2 separate regions of the Gossypium hirsutum genome follow, and region 1 is linked to region 2. Evidence: chromatin contacts called from public Hi-C data. All regions are on one chromosome and are shown on one strand. The core of a region is the stretch at or near the end of the contact, and the rest is flanking DNA. Distances in the headings are between cores, read along the strand shown. Region 1 holds the start of LOC107924794. Region 2 holds the start of LOC107924815 (late embryogenesis abundant protein At5g17165).

Region 1 (4,244 bases), core at 761-3,260, 220 kb before region 2:
AAATTGAACGAAGTTTTATGGACGGTTGTGTATGTTTGCTGGTGTTTAAGTCCGGTAATACCTCGTATCCTATCCCGGTGTCAGACATGGGTAAGGGGTGTTACAAGGATCATATTGGGAGAACGGATTTATCCCAAAGAGATTAAGGATATCCTATAAGGGTAACACACTTATGACAAGGTCATTGGATGAGCACTGATTGAGTTGCTTTTGTAATGGTATGTCGTTGAGGAAAGCTCAATCACGATACTCTAGTGGAATAACTTCGTGACTAAATGAGTTTATAATTAATAGATGAAAAGCGAGAACTTAATTATAAAATATTTGAGCCCTAATTACATATGTTCAATCGGTCTTTCTGCTACCTCGTTGAGACCATAAATGAATTGCATGTTGAATCAAATTAACAGAAATGAAAAGAAATGGTGAAAATGGAAACATGAGAAATATTTGGAAATGAATGTGGTTTTCTCCAAAATGAAAATGACTTGGAAATGAATTATGGTTTTTCAAAAATGGAAATAAATCATTTGGTCATAGTGGACCCAAAATGTTAAATATATTTTCTTATAGATTCTTTTACGACAAGGTCTTCATGATTTAACAGAATTAGGATTGGGTTGAGAAAATTATTTAATTGGGAAATTAATTTAAATTAATTTGAGATGTTTATTTTGGGAAATAGAAAAATATATATTAGGTTGGACCGAATTATGAAATACTGGGTTAAAAATTCAAGAAGTATTTGTAATTGGACCCGTTATGAGAAGGGCCCAAAGCCCCTCATGTTAAAGGGTTGAACAGCAAACCCTAGTATTATTAATTACGGTTGTCACCCCCAATACTTCTAGTTAGACTTGGAGTTTATTTTTCTATTTGAAATAGATTTCTACAATTCAACAAGAGTTTTACTTCTTCTCTCTATAAGTAGATGACACCAGTAGGGCTAATTACACAATTTTAAGATGTTGTTATTTTGCATGAAAATAGTGAGAGTTTATTCTCTAAATATTAAATCTATTTTCCGGAATAACAATTTTGTTGGTTTCTATTAAGAAGAGATTTTACTTTCACACTGAAAGTAAAGAAAACTATTTTTGGTACTGTATTTGATTTGAATCATTCAAGCCTACACTCAAAGTAGTTCGTAGTATAAGAATAGTGGAGAAGGCCGTTCGGTTGAAAGTTAAAAAAGACAAGGATCAGTCTAATTGAAAACACAGGTGTAATTTCGATAAAGGGTTCATTGCTATAAATATTACAAATCAATTTAGTTTTTAAAATTTTTATTTTCTGCTATACAAGAAAACCATTTTTGAACCATATTTTTTTCAAGATTAACTGCCTTTAGTTTAGTTGTTGCATGAATTGTTTAAACATCTCTAGGGACAAATTTAGACAATTAAAATGCGGTGTGTTTTGTTCGCATTTGTGACTTGTTTAATTTTTGTTGGTTTCCTATCAACAAATAATTTTTTATTTGAGCTGAAACTGTTTTTATTATATTTGACGGGAGAAGGAAGAGGAGTGGTTTATTGACAGCAAACTTTAGCCTTAACTTGTTTGAATTAGTTTTACATAGTGCTAAAATTGTTTTTAAATTTGCTTGGAACTGAATTTTAGCATTTGAAATTTAAATTATAGATAAAGGATTTAATATAAACCATATCTTATTGACTCTAGATAATAAATAGGCGAGAATAATTTTTTATTCTACGTCATTCTTATCATTTTCTGATAAGAGGATGACAAATCAGATTTTTTCTTTTAATTTTCTAATAAATGCTAAAAATTAGGAATAAAAATCTAATTTGTCATTCTCATATTATAAAAGGATAAGAATAACGTGAAATTACAGTTTTATACAATCATTTTTCTTTAAATAAATAAGCTAGTTGAATGTTATTTTGAGTCATCTCTTTTGGAGTTCTTATGTGAAAGATTATTTTGTAATTTCCTACTATTTACAGCTACAATTATTTTGTAAATAATGTTTGAGACAATCAATTGGAACATAACAGCAAACCGATTTTTTTTTTCAAAAATCAATATTTCTTATAGTTCGAAAAGTATTAATTATACATAACTATATTTTAAAAAGAAAATGTAACTCGCCAATACTTAATAAATAATAATAATAATAAATAAATACTGATTTGTGGAATTGAGAGGAGTGGCCTAGGAAGGGCGTGTGGCTGTCAGCATATGCCTGCTTTATCTAGTCATACCCTCCTTTTGTATCCACACAACTTGAACAACACCAAAGCAGCCACGCCACCTCACTCAACAAAGCCCATAACTAAACCTCTCAAATCCTTTTCTTTTCCTGTTTTCTCTTCCACTGCCAATTGTTCAACCATGTCATCAGCTGTGATTGCAGGTGCCTCTTCTTCTTGTTCTGCCGCCTTCACCAGCAGGAAGAACTACTCCAACAAAACTACCTCCACCCCTTCTCCCAAGGCATTCAATACTTCACAGGTATGACTGTTTGTCATGTCATCTGAATCCTCTCTCAAACTGCTTTCACTTCAGTACCCAATTAACTGAAACCTCTCATTTTGTCCCATGCATGTACAGAAAACCGCACTCCAAGGCTTGTCTCTTCAAGAGGCCAAAGGGGGTATCTCAGATTTCTTCATAGCTGAGAAAAAGAGCAGTGTCTGTTCCAGTCATGTAGGAAGAGGACTTGAGATCACTGCAAGAACTGCCGGTGCTTCAAAAACTATAGAGGTTGAGGTTGACAAGCCTTTAGGTTTGACATTAGGTCAGAAGCAAGGAGGTGGTGTAGTTATCACTGTAAGTTTTGATGTTTCTTCCATCATTGATGTGACAGTATTTTGGCCTTTTCTCTTTCCAATTCAATGTGGTTTTTTAAATGGATGGATACAACTACAGGCTGTTGATGGGGGTGGGAATGCAGCAAAAGCAGGGCTTAAGGCAGGGGATCAGGTACTTTACACTAGCAGTTTCTTTGGGGATGAACTTTGGCCTGCAGATAAGCTTGGGTTCACTAAAACTGCCATACAGGCAAAGCCCGATTCTGTATATTTTGTTGTTAGCAGGTTTGCTTTCTTATCTAAATTTCACTTCTTATCATTTATCTAAATTTAGTTGTATAATTTCAGTGAATAGGTAGAAAGGAGGAAGCTTTTGTTGATAATTTGATATAAATTCATGGAATAACAAAGAAGACGGTAAAATTTCTTCTTTGTTGTGGGTTACAAAGTCACAAATTTTAGTCAATAAAAGGTTATTTCTCACTTTATAGATTTAAATACAAACTCATTTATTGAATATGATTGTCCCATGGGGAATAATCCATGAATGGATTAGGCTTCATGCCAAGAAAACGTGCTATAGTGTGTAGTGAAGCAAATCAAGATATAGTAGTATATGATCTCCTTTTGCACTTTCGAATTTTGGCCATTCACTAAAATGAGGGAGCTTACCAGAGGGTTTAGACAAACAAGGGTCCTTTTCTTCTGTTCTTTTTCTTTCCTTTTCCCAATGGAAATATTGCAGCTAAACCTCCTCTAGGATGTTATTTTTCTTTTTTCCTTGAAGAATATGGATACCGATTCACTTTGAGAAAGGAGACAGTGATATGTTGGCATAGCTGCTATACTGCTACTAAGTCTATTTTTATTATTCTCTTAAATGAAGAAGTCCAGTAAAGATTGCCAATAAAAATGACTTCTGGTTGAGCTCATAGCTTTGCTCAGCCTATTCATGTAGCCACCTTAAAGAAGTGGTATTTAGCAGAACTGGAGTTTGAATTCCAGCATTTTCAACTCCTATCCTCGAAAGGGTTCTTTCATACCAAAAAGATGCCATGTGGTTGTACCCGGTTACTGGACACAATAAAATGATGTATTAGCCTTGAGAATACATCAAAAAATGCCATCTGACAGTCCTTTTGATGTATTGCAGAGGTGCAGAAGTTGATGTTAAACGACTACCAAAACGACCGGCACCACCTCGCTTCGGAAGGAAACTTACTGAGGCTCAAAAGGCAAACATAGCTTTGGCCAACTAAGATTATACTTCACTTTAGATAAAGATTAGCATACTAAGTTACATTTGTGTGTGTATTAAATGAGACTATATAGCACATGTTGAAAGTACTAATGGAATGCAGAATTTTGCAGGCAAGAGCTACTCATATTTGCCTTGACTGCGGATACATATACACTGCACAGAAACCTTTTGATGAGCAGGCAAGTTTCTCAGAAAAAGAATTTAAA
Region 2 (3,818 bases), core at 1,203-3,702:
GTGGGACATGTTTAGATTCATACGCTGTGGTGGCAGTCAAATGAAGATAGAAAATGATTATTGGCGTAATATTAAAATGAGTGTAAATATAATGGTAAAATTTATTAAAATCATATGTATATTGAATAATATAATATAAGAATGAATTATATTAATGTTAAACAATATTTAAAAGTAAGTAAAATTCATTTATATTAGACCTTAAGCCCTAAACCCAATAAATTAATAAAATTATTTAAATTATAGTCATTTATAAAATATATTAAAAGAATTTTATGTTAAATAATAATTAAAAGGCATAAATCCAATTTAGTCTTTAATATTTACGTTTTTTTTGTCAATTTGGTCTTTTTAAAAAAAATTATCCTTCAACTTTTGTAGAAAAAGTCAAATATTTTGAATTTAGGTAACCAACATAAAAATACACTAATAATTGAATGATTATTTATGTAATTTACCCTAATTCTTTTTCTCTTTTCAGAAACTACCTTAAAATTAATTTAACTATTATAAAATAATGATTTTATTCGTTTTTCTAATACATGGAGTTATACAATACCTTTTACCAAAATGAGGAGTCCTTTGTACGTATCTCCACGAAAATCGTTCCATGGCTTTATGGCATTTTCACGAATAGTTAATTCCATCAATGCCACAATTCCACCTGGGCGTCCAGCTAAAGAGGTCGTACCTGCTAAAGTACAAAATTCTCGTCAAGGAAGGACAAAAGAGTCATTTCAATTAACACCGTTTCATTAAACGACGACTAACACCGTCAAGTAACCATATCACCCAAATAACTGTCTACCAGAATATTCCTCCTAAATCCGCATACAAAGAAAAAACACTTCTTAACCAATTCAACTATTGAGTTTTAATTAACTCTAAAAAGAAACTAATGATTTCAAACCCAAAAAAAAAAAAAATTATTATTGAGGTTAAAGGCCATCTTTTTGTAGATAATTTTTTTTTATTAATTTTGATTGTGTATCTATATTATTTATTTATATAAGATATAACTAAGTTTTACATTACGAGTAAAAAATAATTAAAAACACTTTTTATATGGAGATATTTCATGCAATTATAGATTTATTTATAAGAATATCACCACAAAGTTATCAAAGACAACCATAATACCAAGATTCAAACTTATTAATTGCTACTACTTTTCATTATCACCAATTCCCAAAATACTCACATCCAAACTACATCTTAATCCAGGGAGATAATCATGAGATAAGAGGCTCACTTCAAGCCCTCCTCCATCTATAATTACCTCTTCTTCCAAGAAGAGCAGGTAAGTGTATGAGACTAGAATTTTAGTCTGGCAAGCCGCACAACCTTAAGTGATTTCTTTGCTTCCAAGTTCACCTAAGTTAGTTTAACTCTTGAAAAATGAAAATTCACAAGAGAAATTCTCTAAGGTACCAAAATGGAGTGGAATCAACTCAAAAAGACAAAGAGACTTGAATCGAACAGAAGTTCGAAAAGTGTTTGAATAAATGTTTTCAAATATATTCAATAACTTTGAATAGAATACAATAAAGGAAGTGATTACAAATAAGTGGGAATAGCTCTATTTATAGTTAATCTCACCTAGATCCAATGGTATAGATTGAATTACATCAACGGTTGAGATTAGTACCTATCTACAATATGAGAGTCCTAAGAGATTTAAACTCTATGCAATTTTATCCCTTAAGATTTACATTAACCATGGTAACTCTAGTTTTATTAGAGTGGTTCATTGTGCCTGTAAGGCTTTAAATAGACAGGTTTCTTCATATGTTCCTTGAATTTGGGTCAATTCAAATTTACAAAATGAGCCACATTTAATCAATTAAACTCTATAGGACACTCTATGCGCATTCTTCACGAACTTTGATCTACAACCGGTGACATAAAAAGGAAGATAGTATCAACAATTGCTCAAACACAATCTCTACTCTATAAAACCATTGTTTTCAACAATCCTTCATACCAACCACGATGTAAACCGCCTTTATTCTCATGGCTCTTCACACTCTTACGGTGTAAACTATCATTATTGTATGCTTTGCAACTTGTATGGCTTAAATGTTATAAAACCTGACGTAATATTTTAATAAACTAAACATAATATTGTAAGTAATTTAGTTGACTGAGATAATTGTATAATTTATCTATACCTATACTTAAAAAAATTGATTGAATTTATACACGAATTGATCAAACACCAATTCAACTAAAACATAATTAAAAAAAATCATCTTTTATAAAATAATAAGTATTAACACATAATGATCAATGAAATTTGAGTTTAGAACATCACGATTTCTAAAATATTAAGTTTATTATTTTAATCAAAATCTCATCTAATTTTTATTTTATATTTTTATAAATATATTTTGACTCTTTTTTTCGCTGATTATAAATTTGATTATATTGATGTTGCAAGTCTCCTAATCCATAACAAAATATACCATTTTAATAAAAAAATTAATACAAAATTTCCGTCATAACGGCTGAGTGAAAGAAGACGGTTTGTTGGTGTAGGTGGGGTTAGCGGTTAGGTGCGGTGTTAGGCCGGTGAGGAGAATGTAGTGTGAGTTTGCCATCTCCATCATCCATCCTTAGCTCTCTTGATTTATATATATACACACACTCCGTTGTAGAAAGGAAATATATTCCCATCTTCAACCGTTGCCTTATTGTTTCTTCCTCTTTTAGATTTTCTTTCTCTCCGTTTTCTTTCCTTACTTGTATGGCAGCCAATTTGAAGAGTGGTGGAGGGATCGCCAGCTTGGGGAAGCGACTTCTTAACCGCACCTCCACTCGCACCCCTTCTCTTTTCATCTCCACTTCTTCACCTACCAGGTTCTTTCTTAATTTTTCCTTGATCACAGTGCCATTTGATGTGATTTTGCTTGCTGCTACTTCAATTTCTTCCTTGATAAATTTGCCTTGGCATGATTTCCTGATAAGCTTGTTTAGTTTTAATTTATATTAATTTGAAAAATTTCTCCCTAAGATATGATCGTTTTACATCAACAAATTATGAAGTTTTCATTAAAACTGAGTCTCATGTGAATAACTGAATTCGATGTATCAATTACTTTCCATTATATAAGTAGTATCACTAAATTCTTGTAAATCAATTACTATCGCAGGAAATTTTTAGGAATATTTCGTTTTCTTTTTTTATCACAATATCATCATCACTTGCTATTTTTGTTTTGATTTTTTTTTCCTCTGTAAATTTTAACTTAGTTACTAAATTAAAAGTGTAAGTATGTTTTTAATATTCATGAAAGTTGTTTGAATTGGATTTAATACCGATAATCGAACCGAAAATTAATCAAGTATCGGTCTAAAAAAATATTGAACCAGTTGAAAATATTTATTATTTTTAATAATTTACTAAATTAAATTAATGAATTATTAAACCGACGAATCGGTGATTGTAGAAAAAACATGGTTAGTAAGCGTTAAAATTAAAGAGAGTAAGTGTTTGTCGGGTTAATCGAGAAATCTCGTACAGAGTGAAAATGCCGTACTCGGTGGAGGGGTGGGTGGGGAAGGTAAAGGCTAACTGGATAAGGACGCATTTCCACTCTTTGTCTCCTATTGGACACCCGTCTTTTATTGGGGGCACTCATCGTTTTTTACGCAACCCCTTCATTTCTTTCTTTATCTTTTTATTTTTCTGCCTTTCAACAATTAAATATTTTAAGAAATCCATTTCTTACTGCTTTATAAAGATAATAATGTCGGTAGAACACTCCTGTGTAGTATTATAGTTACCTTCACATCATAGTTCTGTGTTATTTTAAATT

What was found. A called contact is a pair of places that touch in the nucleus more often than the background predicts.
Region 1: a Hi-C map of leaf shows a contact between it and region 2, with 2.9 times the contacts expected there. The contact joins the promoter of LOC107924794 here to the promoter of LOC107924815 in region 2. A contact is called at or near these places in 2 of 34 Hi-C or Micro-C datasets (both in leaf).

What each region holds. Positions count from the first base shown.
Region 1 is chrA02:101,665,881-101,670,124 of Gossypium_hirsutum_v2.1, reverse strand. It overlaps LOC107924794, which reads left to right and starts at 2,010. Exons shown (of 6, transcript XM_016855390.2): 1 at 2,010-2,478; 2 at 2,578-2,796; 3 at 2,896-3,062; 4 at 3,931-4,012; 5 at 4,149-4,217. The coding sequence starts at 2,206.
Region 2 is chrA02:101,447,747-101,451,564 of Gossypium_hirsutum_v2.1, reverse strand. It overlaps LOC107924815 (late embryogenesis abundant protein At5g17165), which reads left to right and starts at 2,452. Exons shown (of 2, transcript XM_016855419.2): 1 at 2,452-2,859. The coding sequence starts at 2,747.